2 separate regions of the Macaca mulatta genome follow, and region 2 is linked to region 1. A link is a contact called in public Hi-C data. All regions are on one chromosome and are shown on one strand. The core of a region is the stretch at or near the end of the contact, and the rest is flanking DNA. Distances in the headings are between cores, read along the strand shown. Region 1 holds the start of TBC1D20 (TBC1 domain family member 20). Region 2 holds the start of RBCK1 (RANBP2-type and C3HC4-type zinc finger containing 1).

Region 1 (2,735 bases), core at 87-2,586:
AAATTAGCCAGGCATGGTAGTCTTAGCTACTCAGGAGGCTGCAACAGGAGGATAGCTTGAGCCCAGGAGCTTGAGGCTGCAGTGAGCTATGATCACTATTGCACTCCAGCCTGGGTGACAGAGTGAGACTCTGTCTCAAAAAAAAAAAAAAAAAAGAAAGAATTTTGAGAATTCTAATAGATTATTCTTGTACTAATTACAAATATGTATTTGAATAATAGATTCAGACTGTTGATTTTAAGATGAAATCTCATTTGTATTGACACATTTAAAAGTACTCATGACTCAGTATTCTTATAAATTTATTATATTTACAAGAATTACACAAGGACTTGAAAGGCTTTGCTAGACAGAAAACTGATACTTAGAAAAATGAATTAAATTTATAAATGCAGTTTCAAATGTTCAAAGAATTTTAATTAGCTAAGTTTATTAATGGGACCAAATAAGTGATATAATTTACTAGATTTATGAATAAAACTGTAAAATTTGGCTGTGCGCGGTGGCTGCCTGTAATCCCAGCACTTTGGAAGGCTGAGGCGGGTGGATCACGAGGTCAGGAGTTTCATGGGTTGGAGGTCTCAGGATAATAAAGAACTGTTGTAGTTGGGGGTGGGAGGTGGAAGAGAGTCATCAAGCAACTGGAATTATAAGAACCTCAGCATAAAGAGCTAGTACTAGAAATTCGGGAGGCCACAATCACAGTATCAGGGACGTAAGTAAGGGAATGGATGTCCAACTGGAAAGAAAGGAACGTCACTGGAGACGAGAAGGAAATCAGACCTGATAAGCCAGAGTGCTACTTTAGATGAGTGGCCACTATTTTGCACAATGTAAGCGGGGCACTGCTCACATGAACGTCTACGTGAATGGCGCTCCCAGGCCTTGTGCAGTGCATAACCTGCGGACCCGTATGAGATGAACCTGCTAGATCCCCAAGTACCCAAGAACTGATGACAGGAGTTCGTGTGGGGAGATGAGACAGGAGGTAAAAAAAAATAAAAATCCTTGGTAAGCAAAGATTTGTCATAATTGTGGAGTATTTACTATATGCTTGGTAATGTTCTAAACACTCTCAATAACCCTGTGAGTTCAATATTTTTATTATCATCTATACTATTTAACAGATGAAAGAAGCAAAGGAAATGACAGCCGGTCTTGAGCACACTCGTTCAAAAGCGCCACACTCTACACCGTAGAGTCTACAGCGCAGAGGAAACTAACTGCTCAGCGCGCTCACCGCCCTCCTTCCGCGTCCAGGCGTAGCGCAAGGTCACGTGCCGGCGCGGGGCGGGGCCAGCGGGGCGCCTTCGCGCCTGCGCGCCGCTGGCCGACCGAGCGGAGCCTGCCGATGCCGAGCGGGCGCTACGTCCAGCGGTCGGAGCCGCGTTTTCTCCCGGCTCCGCCACCAGCCGGGGCTCGGGTGGGGGCCCGGGCCCCCGGGGCATGGCCCTCCGGAGTGCGCAGGGCGACGGCCCCAACTCCAGCCACTGGGACGGCGGCACGGAGAAGGCAGGTACGGAAGCCGACCAGGGCGCCGGGAGCGGCCTGCGAGGGCGGCCCAGGGGGCAGTGGCAGCTGGTGGCGGAGGCGGTGCCGGAGGGGCGCGGGCTGGCGACCCGGGGCTGCGGCGGGGTTCCGGGCGGCGAGAGAGGAAGAGGCGGAGGGCCCGAGGCACGTCTGATGGGGAGAGGGCCTGGAACGGGGGGGCTCGGGCGGGTGCCGAGCTGACCCGAGGGAGTCTGGCGGCAGAGTAGCGTCCCCAGGCAGAAGAGCGGGCGGGAGCTCCGCGCCCCGGCTTTCTTCCGTCTGGAGAGGACCGGGACTCCCCGAGCGCTGGCAGGCCCACCCCGTCCCAGGCGTCCGCCACGTTCGCAGACTCCCGGAGCCGCCTCCCCGAGGGAAATCAGCTCTCCCGAACTTCATTCACTGTCGCCGGCTTGATTGACGCGCTGTCCGCGTACCGCCGATTTAATTACCATACAATTCTCCCTTTAAGGTGCACAGTTCAGTGATTCTTAGCACATTCACAAAGTTGTGCAGCCATCGCCGCTGTCTGATTCCGAAATGAAACCCTTACCCATTAGCAGGCACTCCCCATTCCCCAGTATTCACGAAGCCTGGCAACCACAAATAGACTTTCTGTCTGTCTTCTGCCACCTATTTTAATGTTGATTAGTTGTGTAAAAGCGACCTGGCGCTATGGCTCCCGCCTGTAATCCCAGCGCTTTGGGAGGCCGTGGTTGGAGGATCGATTGAGGCCAGGATTTCGAGGTCAGGCTGGGAAGCATAGCGAGGCCTCATCTCTACAAAAAGTTTTTTTTTTAACGCCAGATGTGGAGGCTTGAGCCTGTGATCCCAACGACTCAGGAGGCTGAGGCGGGAGGATCGCTTGAACCCAGGACTTGGAGGCTACTCTATGATTGCGCCATTGCACTCCAGCCTGGGTGACAGATGGAGACCCTATCTCAATAATGAGTAAATTATTGTATACAAAGCGATTCTATTTTTTTTTTTTTTTTTTTTTTGAGACGGAGTCTCGCTCTGCCGCCCAGGCTGGAGTGCAGTGGTCGGATCTCAGCTCACTGCAAGCTCCGCCTCCCGGATTCATGCCATTCTCCTGCCTCAGCCTCCCGAGTAGCTGGGACTGCAGGCGCCCGCCACCTCCCCCGGCTAGTTTTTTGTATTTTTTAGTAGAGACGGGGTTTCACCGTGTCAGCCAGGGTGGTCTCGAT
Region 2 (2,991 bases), core at 117-2,616, 54 kb after region 1:
GCAGGAAAATAAACAGGTTAAGGAGACCAGGGGAGGCTTCTGGGAGGGAGTAACACTGAAGGTGAGACCTGAAGGAGGAGAAGCTGCACGTGTCAAGCCCCAGTGGGGAAGAGTGGTCCAGGTGGAAGGAAGAGTAAGGGCCTTGGCCAAGAAATGGTTGGATGAGAACCGAAAGAAGCCAGTGGGGCTCCAGTAGAGTGAGCATGGCGGGGTGACTGAGGAGAGATGTCCTGTGGGCCACCCAGGGGCTCTGGGTTTTGTTTGTAGAACACAGAGGGGCATGGGAAGGTTTCCAGCAAGGCAGTGATTGACTTCTGTTCTACAACCCTAGGTGCAGGGGGCAAGAGAAAAGGCAAGGACCCCTGCTACTCAGGTCAACTGAGGTCTGTATCCCACCAGCCCAGGAGGTCTCCAAGTTCAATGCCCTGTGTCCTCTGCGAGTCCCCAAGCCCCATCTCAGCACAGAGCCGGCCCAAGGAGTTCTCAGGGCCCCAAGATGGCTCTGGAAGCCAGTAGGTACTAAAGGAGGAAACTGATGGGGAGGGGGGCAGAGGGAGGGCAGGCTAAAGCCCCCTCTCCAAGGTCCTTCCAGGCAGGCAAGGCCAGGTCCTGCGGGGCCCACTTCCCACCGGAAGGTCCCCAGCCACCTCCAGCCTCTGCCCACCTTTCTTGGTCTTCTCGTCCATCTGGCGTGGCTGCGCCCATCCCCCTGCGGGGGACCGTGCCTCCTGGGAAATGCTACCTCCGGGTCGCCTGGGAGAGGCGGGAGACCAGGAGCAACTCAGCCAGGCCGTGTGGCCTCCGGCGCGGCCCAAGTTCTGTCTGTGCCTCGCTGTCCCCGCGGCAATCGGGAAGCATCACACTGCCTGGCGACCAGGCCGGGATCCCGAGTGGGGCGGTGAGAGGGCAGCGGGCGCCGAGACAAGTCCGCACTGGGCGCAAGAGGAAACGGGACCAGCCGAGGTGGGGAGAAGCGGGGAAAGGACGCCCGGACACCGCCCAGCCGGGGCGTTCCAAGTCCCGGAGGACCCCCACTTGCGGGAGCACTCCTGGCGTCCTGGGTTTCAACGCAAAGCCCTCTCTCCTCCCAGGAGGCCCCAGTTCTTCGCAAGCGGAGCGGCTTCGGCGGAAGAGAAAGTGAAAGTGGCGGCCCCGGAAGTGGGGCGGGACTGGGAGGGGGGCCGGAAAAATTGTCGCCTCATCCGGGACCTCCAATGCCCGGCCACCCGGCGGCGGCGGACGCCGAGGGCGGGGTTCCAGCGCTCCCGGCGCTCCTGTTTGGGGCGACCCCACCCTGTCCTCCGGGGCTAACCGCGGACCCCCGGACCCCGCCGGGCTCACCCTGCGGCCTGCACCGCGGAGCAGCGGGAGGGGGCAGGGCCGAGAGGCGGGGTGGGCGGGGCGCGGGGCGCGGGGCCCGGGGCCGGGGGCCGGGGGCCGGGGGCAGTAGCAGGAACCTGAGCAGGAGCTGGAGCCGGGGCTGGAAGGCGGCTAGATCCACAGCGTCGAGCTGCCGGGGACGGGTTAGGAGCGCCCCCTGCGAGGCCGGCGCCTGCTCACCCAAGCCTCAGGCATACCACGGGGCAGGCCCGGTCCTTGGCTCCGTTTGCAAATGAATAAACGAAGGCTCTGTTTGTTGATGACCTGTGCAAGGCCACTCAGCCGAGGTTTGAATCCAGGCCTGGCAGGCTCAGGAACCCGCCCTTACCCAGGTCCGACGCTGCCTCTCAGCGGTCACCGTCTGTCTTTTCGTTGAGCTATTGGTGAAGTTTGCATTCGCCTGCTTTAATTTTTCTCCCGCTCCTCGTCCCATCGATCAGCAGATCCTGTGGGCTCCACTTGCAGACTCTCATCCCTCACCTCCTCCGGCTCCATCCCGCTCCAGCTCCATCAGTGCTCCATCATCTCAGGGGTCCTGAATCAGCCTCCTCCTGGGCCTCCTTGCTTCTCTTTTTGCCCTCTTCTGTCCATTTCCACCCAGCTGCCTGAGAGTCCTGTTAAAATGTAAATCAAACTCAGGCCACTCCCCGACTCAAGTACTCCCATCTCGCTTAAAGTAACAGCCGAGATCTTCCCCAGTGCTTGCAAACTGCCTCCAGATCTCTGTCTTCGTAGCTGACTACCCTGCCCTTGCCTCACTCCACTCAAGTCCCATTGACCTGCTGGGTCCTGGAGTAAGTCAGACACACTCCTGCCTTAGGGCCTTTGCACCTGCCGTAACCCAAACGTCTGCATGGCTCGCTCCTTCCCTTTATTTTGGTCTTTACCCAAAAATCTTCCCTAGCTACTCCATCTGAAATTTCACAGACACGCATGTATCCAGCATTTCACATCCGCCTTCCTGGCTTCATTTTTTTTTCTTCTCAGCATCTATTACTGTCTAACGGAGCATATTTTACTTATTTATGTTTTTCTGGGTCTGTTTTCCTCTCCTCGAGGGCAGGGACTTTTTGATTTGTTTTGCTCACTGCTGTGTTCCTGGTGTCTAGCACAGTTCCAAACACGTAACGGAGGCTCCATATGTTGAATGAAGGAATGAACCTGATCTTCATCTGGGATAATTTTTCTTTTTTCTTTTTTCTTTTTTTTTTTTTTTGAGACAAGAGTCTCGCTCTGTCGCCCAGGCCAGAGTGCAGTGGCGCGATCTCGGCTCACTGCAAGCTGCCCCTCCCGAGTTCATGCCATTCTCCTGCCTCAGCCTCCCGAGTAGCTGGGACTACGGGCGCCCGCCACCAGGCCTGGATGATTTTTTGTATTTTTAGTAGAGACGGGATTTCATCGTGTTAGCCAGGATGGTCTCGATCTCCTGACCTCATGATCCGCCTGGCTCGGCCTCCCAAAGTGCTAGGATTACAGGCATGAGCCACCGAGCCCGGCCCATGTGTAATAATTTTTCTTTTGCCTGAAACGCATCTCTTAAGACAATGTTTTTCAACCTTGGCTGTACATTTGAATGGCCTGGGGCAAGCTTTTTTTTTTTTTTTTTGAGAC

The links. A called contact is a pair of places that touch in the nucleus more often than the background predicts.
Region 2: a contact with region 1 is called in a Hi-C map of blood, with 2.4 times the contacts expected there. The contact joins the promoter of RBCK1 here to the promoter of TBC1D20 in region 1. A contact is called at or near these places in 2 of 14 Hi-C or Micro-C datasets (CD4 T cells and blood).

The regions. Positions count from the first base shown.
Region 1 is chr10:83,693,615-83,696,349 of T2T-MMU8v2.0, forward strand. TBC1D20 (TBC1 domain family member 20) reads left to right here and starts at 1,337. Exons shown (of 8, transcript XM_015149310.3): 1 at 1,337-1,516. The coding sequence starts at 1,447.
Region 2 is chr10:83,747,437-83,750,427 of T2T-MMU8v2.0, forward strand. RBCK1 (RANBP2-type and C3HC4-type zinc finger containing 1) reads right to left here and starts at 1,367. Exons shown (of 12, transcript NM_001266297.1): 1 at 665-1,367. The coding sequence starts at 686.